Linked DNA regions of Sus scrofa: region 2 is linked to region 1. A link is a contact called in public Hi-C data. All regions are on one chromosome and are shown on one strand. The core of a region is the stretch at or near the end of the contact, and the rest is flanking DNA. Distances in the headings are between cores, read along the strand shown.

What was found. Hi-C and Micro-C count contacts between places; a contact is called where the count stands out from the background.
Region 2: a Hi-C map of liver shows a contact between it and region 1, with 10 times the contacts expected there. The contact joins the promoter of MAGED1 here to the promoter of WAS in region 1. A contact is called at or near these places in 1 of 5 promoter capture datasets (liver) and 1 of 47 Hi-C or Micro-C datasets (liver).

What each region holds. Positions count from the first base shown.
Region 1 is chrX:42,772,777-42,776,252 of Sscrofa11.1, reverse strand. It overlaps WAS (wiskott-Aldrich syndrome protein), which reads right to left and starts at 1,656. Exons shown (of 13, transcript XM_021080063.1): 1 at 1,438-1,656.
Region 2 is chrX:45,320,813-45,324,288 of Sscrofa11.1, reverse strand. It overlaps MAGED1 (MAGE family member D1), which reads right to left and starts at 1,750. Exons shown (of 13, transcript NM_001001860.1): 1 at 1,619-1,750; 2 at 1,006-1,079; 3 at 1-304. The coding sequence starts at 1,050.

The DNA of each region.
Region 1 (3,476 bases), core at 407-2,906:
ATTCAGTGCCCTCTTTCCATTAGGCTCCTTTGTCCTCCCTTCAATCCCCTGCCTGGGAAATGGGACAAGGAAAACAGCTTAGTGTGCAGGGGCCAGCCCCTCCCACAGAAGTGTCTACACTGTCCACTGATGCTATGGGCAAATAGGCACTTTAGGGACCCTCAGGAGATGGGCTGATTTCTAGTCCTGGTGGGGGTGGAGCGAGGAAAGGGCATGCACAGAAAAGCAGAGACACCTGTGGACATTAGAATTGCTCAGTGGAGGGGTTCCCATTGTGGCGAAGCGGGCATGAACCCAAGTAGTATCCATGAGGATGCAGGTTGGATCCCTGGCCTCACTCAGTGGGTTAAGGATCCAGTGTTGCCTTGAGCTGTGGTGTAGGTTGCAACTGATGCTCAGATTGCACATTGCTGTGGCTGTGGCAAAGGCCAGCAGCTACAGCTCCAATTGGACTCCTAGCTTGGGAACTTCCATATGCCTCGAATGTGGCCCTAAAGAGCAAGAAAAAAAGGGGGGGGGGAATTGCTCAGTAGATAGAACCCATTATGAAGCCTCCAGCTTTGGCTCTGGCTCTGGCACTTACCAGTTGTTAACCTCTAGGTGCCTCAGTTCTCTCATCCATAAAGTGGAGATAATAATAGCAGTTAAGACTGTTGTGAAGACTGAATAAACTCATTCAAGTCGAATGATGAGGACATAACACGTTATAATTAGTCATCGGTGTGTGTTTTCATGAAGTAGCCCAGTAACTTGGAGATAAATGAACTATCCCTCCCTCAGCCTAGCATTGTCACCCCTGTCCCAATCCTCTCCTCACTGTCCTCCATTAGACGTTCAGGTCCAACCATCATTGGCGGATGGTCAGAGACCTTCCCACTGCCCTTTCTCTATGTTTCCTTGCTGCAAAGCCCAACTCAGAGATCCATTCTCTGGGACCATCCAAGACTCCTCCAAAGCCAGGACATACTCCTAGAGACCTCCCTGCCAAACTCGAAGTCCCACCCACCACGTTTTATGCCCTCCTCCTTCCACCTGCAGGGGAAAACACCGTGCCAGCCAGCCTTCTCCTTCCCTTCTAGGCTGGTGCTGCTAACCTTGGACCAGGCGGAAGCCAAAGGTGCCCTCGTAGTCCCTACACTGCCCACAACCTCAAAGTCACCACCAACGCTCCCTAAATGGGTACTCCCTACCTCTCTACCACGATCTGTGACCCCCAAGTGTCTATTTCCCAGCCTGTGTGACACCAGAAGGGTCCACACCCGAATTTGTATGACTCTAGGAGTTTCCACTTTCCGGTCTCTGAGTACCAGGGACCGCCCACACCCTTGACAGGGAGCCCAGGAGTAATCCATTCCTGCAGCCTGGAACGGACTACTGAGGGCCGGGGGTGGGGGTTGGGGGGGGACGCAAAATGGAACAGTCTGCCCAGGATCGTACCACTGCGGAGAGGGTGGCCATCTTGTAAGAAACAATTTTGTTTGTGGTGGAGGAAAAAAACGGCTGCCTCATTCCCTAATGGAGAAAGGACTGTCGCCATCCTGCTTGTCCCAAGATTCCTGTACCGTCCTCCCGACTCCCAGCCGCTTCAGGGGGGTGTGCTCACGCTGGTCGCGCCCTCAGCAGCTCTTACACCCGCCATCTTAAACCACTCTCACCGTCCCCTCTATTCCTTAATTTCGAAGTAGCTCGCTAAGCAGCGGAGCCGGTAATTGGCTCAGGGGTGGGGAGAGCAGGATCCAGGGCTCTGATTGGTCGATAGTCAAATTCTCCTCCCAGCTCTTCTTTGAAGCTGCAAGGGTTCGGAGAATAACACAGCCCCGCCTCCGCTTCCGCGCTCCGGGCTTCCATTGGTCACGGGTTCGGAGCATGCGCAGTGGGTGCCAGACCCTTGTGCCTGGCCTCTTAAGCTGCACTTTGGGGCTTTCGTGTGATGGGTTCGAATACCGCCTCGGAGGTTCAGATTGTTTACGTGTAGAAGGGGTAAAAATTAATGTTTACTCCTGGGGGTTAGTAAGATCACACACCAGGGCGTGGTGCCTAGTGCACTGAGCCATACAATCGTAAACTCTGTAACTATCCCACTAGGGTTTTCTTGCCACTGCCCAGGGGTTCTTGCATTCATTATTCTCTAGTCAAAACAAAAGGCGTTCTTTGAGTTTTAGGAAAACTCTCAGAAGTTACTTTAAATAAAAGTACATCTTGCCACAATAGGATGAGCACAGTTGGGCCAGGACTGAAAATTGCGGTGAACATCTTGTGGTCTTCAGATATGATGTACTAAAATTATTAATTTTACTCCTGAAAAGACTGGTACAAAATTACAGGAGTTCAAAGCCCTGACAGCGAGGCCTTTGACAAAATGTATTTAAGAGAATACAAACTTTACCCAGTATTCAATGTTGTGCAAAGCGATGGTTAGGCCTGGTCAGACCACGACAGGATTGCTATGATTGCTAGGTGTTATTTAATGTACATCACAGTGATACCTACTTTAAAGTCTGCAATGTTTACATTATATATGTAAACTAAACTATAAGTCTAGATTATATGCATTATATAAATATAAATACATACATGATTCACAGGGATATAGATGGTATAGGTGGGGCCCCAGTTCACTGGCCTGGGTCAGTCACATGCTGAAAGGGAGGGGACTGTTGATCATTTAACACAGTGCCCCCAATTTTAGGAAGCCTGTGCCCTGAGTCTCCCGCTTTCACCAGACGGGACAAATTTCTCTTAATTCACTCAGAAACTCCAAGTGTATGCCCAGCACTGCCTCCACTGCTGAAAACACAAGCAGGCCTTTGTATCAGCTCTGATTCTATTACAAGTGTGCATATGGGCACTTGAGGTGCTGGGTAGAAAAAAATCGAAAGGTCAGTTAAAGTGTGAGCACTTGGTCATCACTAAATGTTTCTGATGGTGACCGGATTTGTAACATATACTTCAATTTTGTATCTACACTCAGGGTCCACAGTTGGTGAGGGGTGCATTGTTTTTGAGATCTTGCCCTAATGCTTATAGTATGGTATGAACCAACATGCAATACGCTATATAGTTTCTTTTTACAGAAAAACACCCCAAAGTGATACAATTAAAGAAGACAGAAATGGAAGGTCTTTAGCTTATGAATTAAAGGATGAGTCTATTTGAATAAAATAAAAGGATTTAAAAAAAAAACTCCAATAAATAGGAGAGCCTGTCGTGGCTCAGCAGGAACAAATCTGACTGGTATCCATGAGGACGCAGGTTCAATCCCTGGCCTCGCTCAGTGGGTTAAGGATCTGGCATTGCCGTGAGCTGTGATGTAGGTTTCAGACACGGCTTGGATCTGGCATTGCTGTGGCTGTGGCGCAGGCCGGCAGCTGTAGCACTGATTTGACCCCTAGCCTGGGAACCTCCATATGCTGCAGGTATGGCTCTAAAAAGACCAAAAAAAAATTTTTTTTTTAAATAACAAACCTCCAATAAGT
Region 2 (3,476 bases), core at 501-3,000, 2.5 Mb before region 1:
AGGCTACCGTAGGTGGTGTGCTGGGAATCTCCTTGGCATTAAGAGCCTGAGAGAAATCATAGGCAGCATTTGGGCCTTTTGTGGTGGCATTCTGGGCCTTAAAGGCTGTCTTAGGCTTAGTGGCAGCTGCTAAAGCCTGAATATCAGCCACCTCATTGGCAGATGGGGGCTGTGAACTCTGAGGACTAGCATTTGGCCCACTGGCAGCTGCTGTGGCCTGGTTGGTAGGTGGAGCCTCCGAGATCTGGATGGCCTCCATCAGGGTCTGCATAAGCAAGGTGCTGTCTTCTACAGAGGCCTCAGCCTGCAAATACAAGGGGAAAAAATAAATCTCTGGGCCTCACAAAGTGGGGTTGGGAGCGGGGGAGTAGCTCAGAGGAGGTGCAGGGGGGGCGGCTGGTGCAAAGAGAGGAAGGCTGAGGCAGAGATCTAGAGGCCTGAGAGGAATGAAGTGATAACAGAACGTGTGAGAGGGGCTGAGTGGGGCAGAGGTTAAACATGGGGCGGGCGGCGATGAGGTGAGGGGGGCAAAGTGGAAGGCAGGTGCTGATCTGGGAGTGAGGTTAGAGCAGAACATTGCAGTGTGAGGTAGGAGCTCAGGAGCAGGAGGAGGTGGAGCAAGAGTGCCGCCTGGAGGAGTTGAGGAGAATAAGGGGGTCGCAAGGGGTGGGGAATGCAGGAGGAAGGGAGGGTGGAGGAGGCTGGGGGAGGGGGCGGCAAAGAGCTCTACAAGCATCAGGACTATGGAAAAAAATGGTTCCTTACCCAACCCGCATTCTCTGGGCAGATTGCCCTGACTACTAACAGGGTCTCCCCTTTCTCTGAGCAGGGACTGATGGCTGAAAGGGACGCCCCCTCCCCCATAAACCATGGGAATTTGAAAAATGAAGGAATCCAGGCACCAAGAAGGCACAATCTGATCCAGGCGTTTGGATAGCCAAAGGGGCCCGGGAAGGGGGAAACTGTCGGCTGGGGAAATGGTGGGGTGGGGAGTGGAGATCTCACCTGGAAGCCGAGGAGGCCCGCACCACAGTCCATTTTCTGAGCCATGGTTCTTGTCCCTCTGGCAAGAGCAGAGCCTGGGGAGGGGGGTGTGGGGGAGGAGTTAGGCGTTACACTACAGAGGGTAAATGGGAAGGAATGAATGTGGGGAGACGGTGGTGTTTGAGGTTTGATTGTGGGGGCGGATGAGGTGCTGAATGTGAGGGGAACGGGCCAGATCGGAGTGGGAAAAGTGAATGGGTGTCCGGATGGATGTTCTGAATCCCTAGAAGCTACGACGGGGAGAAGCTTCAAATCGGGGTTTGGAAAACCGATTTAAGAGTTCTGAATCCAGGCGGATAGCACTGGGATTCGCATATGGGAAACTGAATGGAGTTTCCGAATCAGGAGGAATCATATAACAGTACAGATTGAGGTCGAGAAATCTGTAAATTCTGAACGATGGGAGGGGCTCAGAGAGCAAACAGGGATTCTGAATAAGGGAGGATCGGGTGAGGGGTGTGAATTAGGGTTCGGGGAGTGGAAGAAGGATCAGAATCCGGGGTAAAGGGATTGGGATGAAAAATGGGGGGCCCGCACCAGGGGGCAGATGCCCTGTCTGGGGGCTAATTCTCACCTTGCCTCAGGCCCCAACCCCAACCCCCTCGTTGCCTCCCTTCTTCACGACTCAGAGGATCGGGATTGCAGTGCTCGGCTCTCAGCAGCCGCACCCTCTCCTTGTCCAGGAGAAAATGCCAGCGCGGCAGCTAGGACGACCCCGCCTCTTCGCCTAATATACCACCCACCGCCTCAGATGGTTGTACGCATGCGCAAGAACTGACCGACCAAATAAGAGTCCCGCCTGCTTTCCCAACAAAAGCTTCGTCCTGAAGACTAAGGTGCGCATGTGCAGTGGGAGGCAATCCCGCCCCTTTGCCAACACACCACCCCACCACCAACCAGGTCGACAGTATACAGCGATCCCTCCCCTTTCTCTATATCCCCTCCCCCAAACAGATTCGCAGTGCCTCTAGATCCCACCCCTTGCCCCACACACTGGCCCCCTACCTTTTCCGCAATGCGTCTCTGTTCTATCCCTCCCCTCGCACGGCCCCTCCTGTCAGGTCGGCATGCATCTCCACCCCCTAGTCTAGCAGCACTTAGGTCACTATTAAGGAGGTCTCTGTAGGGGGGCTCTAACTGCTACAAGTGTTTGGCTCGGGCTAAAAATAAGCACATCCACTTAGGGACCCAGGAAAAGGAACGGCCAGAGGATACATTATTAGAGGTAGAGTCTGTGCCTGCCACGTGACTCCATGATTTCCACCCCCCTCCTCAACAGATCCCAGACTCATAAACATTAGCTTCTTTCCTGCCCTTTGTGCAGCTCCAGCTATTTATTTTGTGTGTGGAGGTGGGAAGGTGGGGAGGTGGGGAGGAGGGGAGGGAAGGGCACAGTTTGTACTTCACAGCACGATCTATGCTGGGGCTTGTTTTCTTCTTACAGCAGCCCTGGGAGGTGGATGTCAGCATCTCCATTTTACAGATAAAGACGCTGAGGTACAAACATATTGCATGAACTAGACAAAGCCACAAAGCCAGTAAACAGAGAAAGCAAAATGTGGTCCTGTCCTGGGTCTTCCAGACCCTAAAACCCACGATCCACCGGCGCTGGCCCAGGGACTGAAGCACCCTCCTTTTATCAGTTTAAGCAACAGATCTATCCCACCTCCTGCCCTGTCAACATCTGTCCCAAACAGACAAGGTTAGTGTTCCCTGAGACTTAAGCTCATGCTCTCAATTTAGGAGGAAACAGATAGAGGTCCCAGCTCTTCCTCCGCCCCGCCCCCTCCCACTCCCCGCCCTCCTGCTCTGTGGGTCCATCCAGATATGGGAATTGCTCATTGGGGTCCACTCCCTGCTCCGGCCGTCAGGCCCCTTCATTGTGAGAGGCACAAACGCCCTACCCCTGAGGCCTTTCTGGTGCCCGCTGGAGTGGCCAAGACAATCAGGCACTTGCAATTCTGAGCCATGGCAAGCCCGGATTCAGAATGTTTGCCCTGGTCCCTTCCTGGGCTGGGCTTCAATTCGTGGGATGGAGGGTGAGCCAGTGTCTACTAGCTGTGTGAGCCTGCTCAGGTCACTGGACTTTTCTGAGCCAGGTTTGTTCAATATGCAAACCATAAAGTGCAAAGGGCAATTACTGGGATCCTACCCAACAACACACATGCTGCTTGCTTTCAGAATGACTAGAGAGACTCAAAAAGGCAGAAAATAATATACAGATGTGAGATGACTCAAACTGAACTGATATTTTCCCAAAATCCAAGATCTTTGTATATTTCACATTTGTTCTGGCATCAGTTCCTGCCAGGAGCCAACATATGAAAAGGAAGCTAATGCTAGGAGGAACTGCAGCATTTGGTCCCCAAGGGCCAACATCAATTCTGCCTGGCTGGATGACTTTCCTCATCTGTTGCATAGCAACCTCCCCT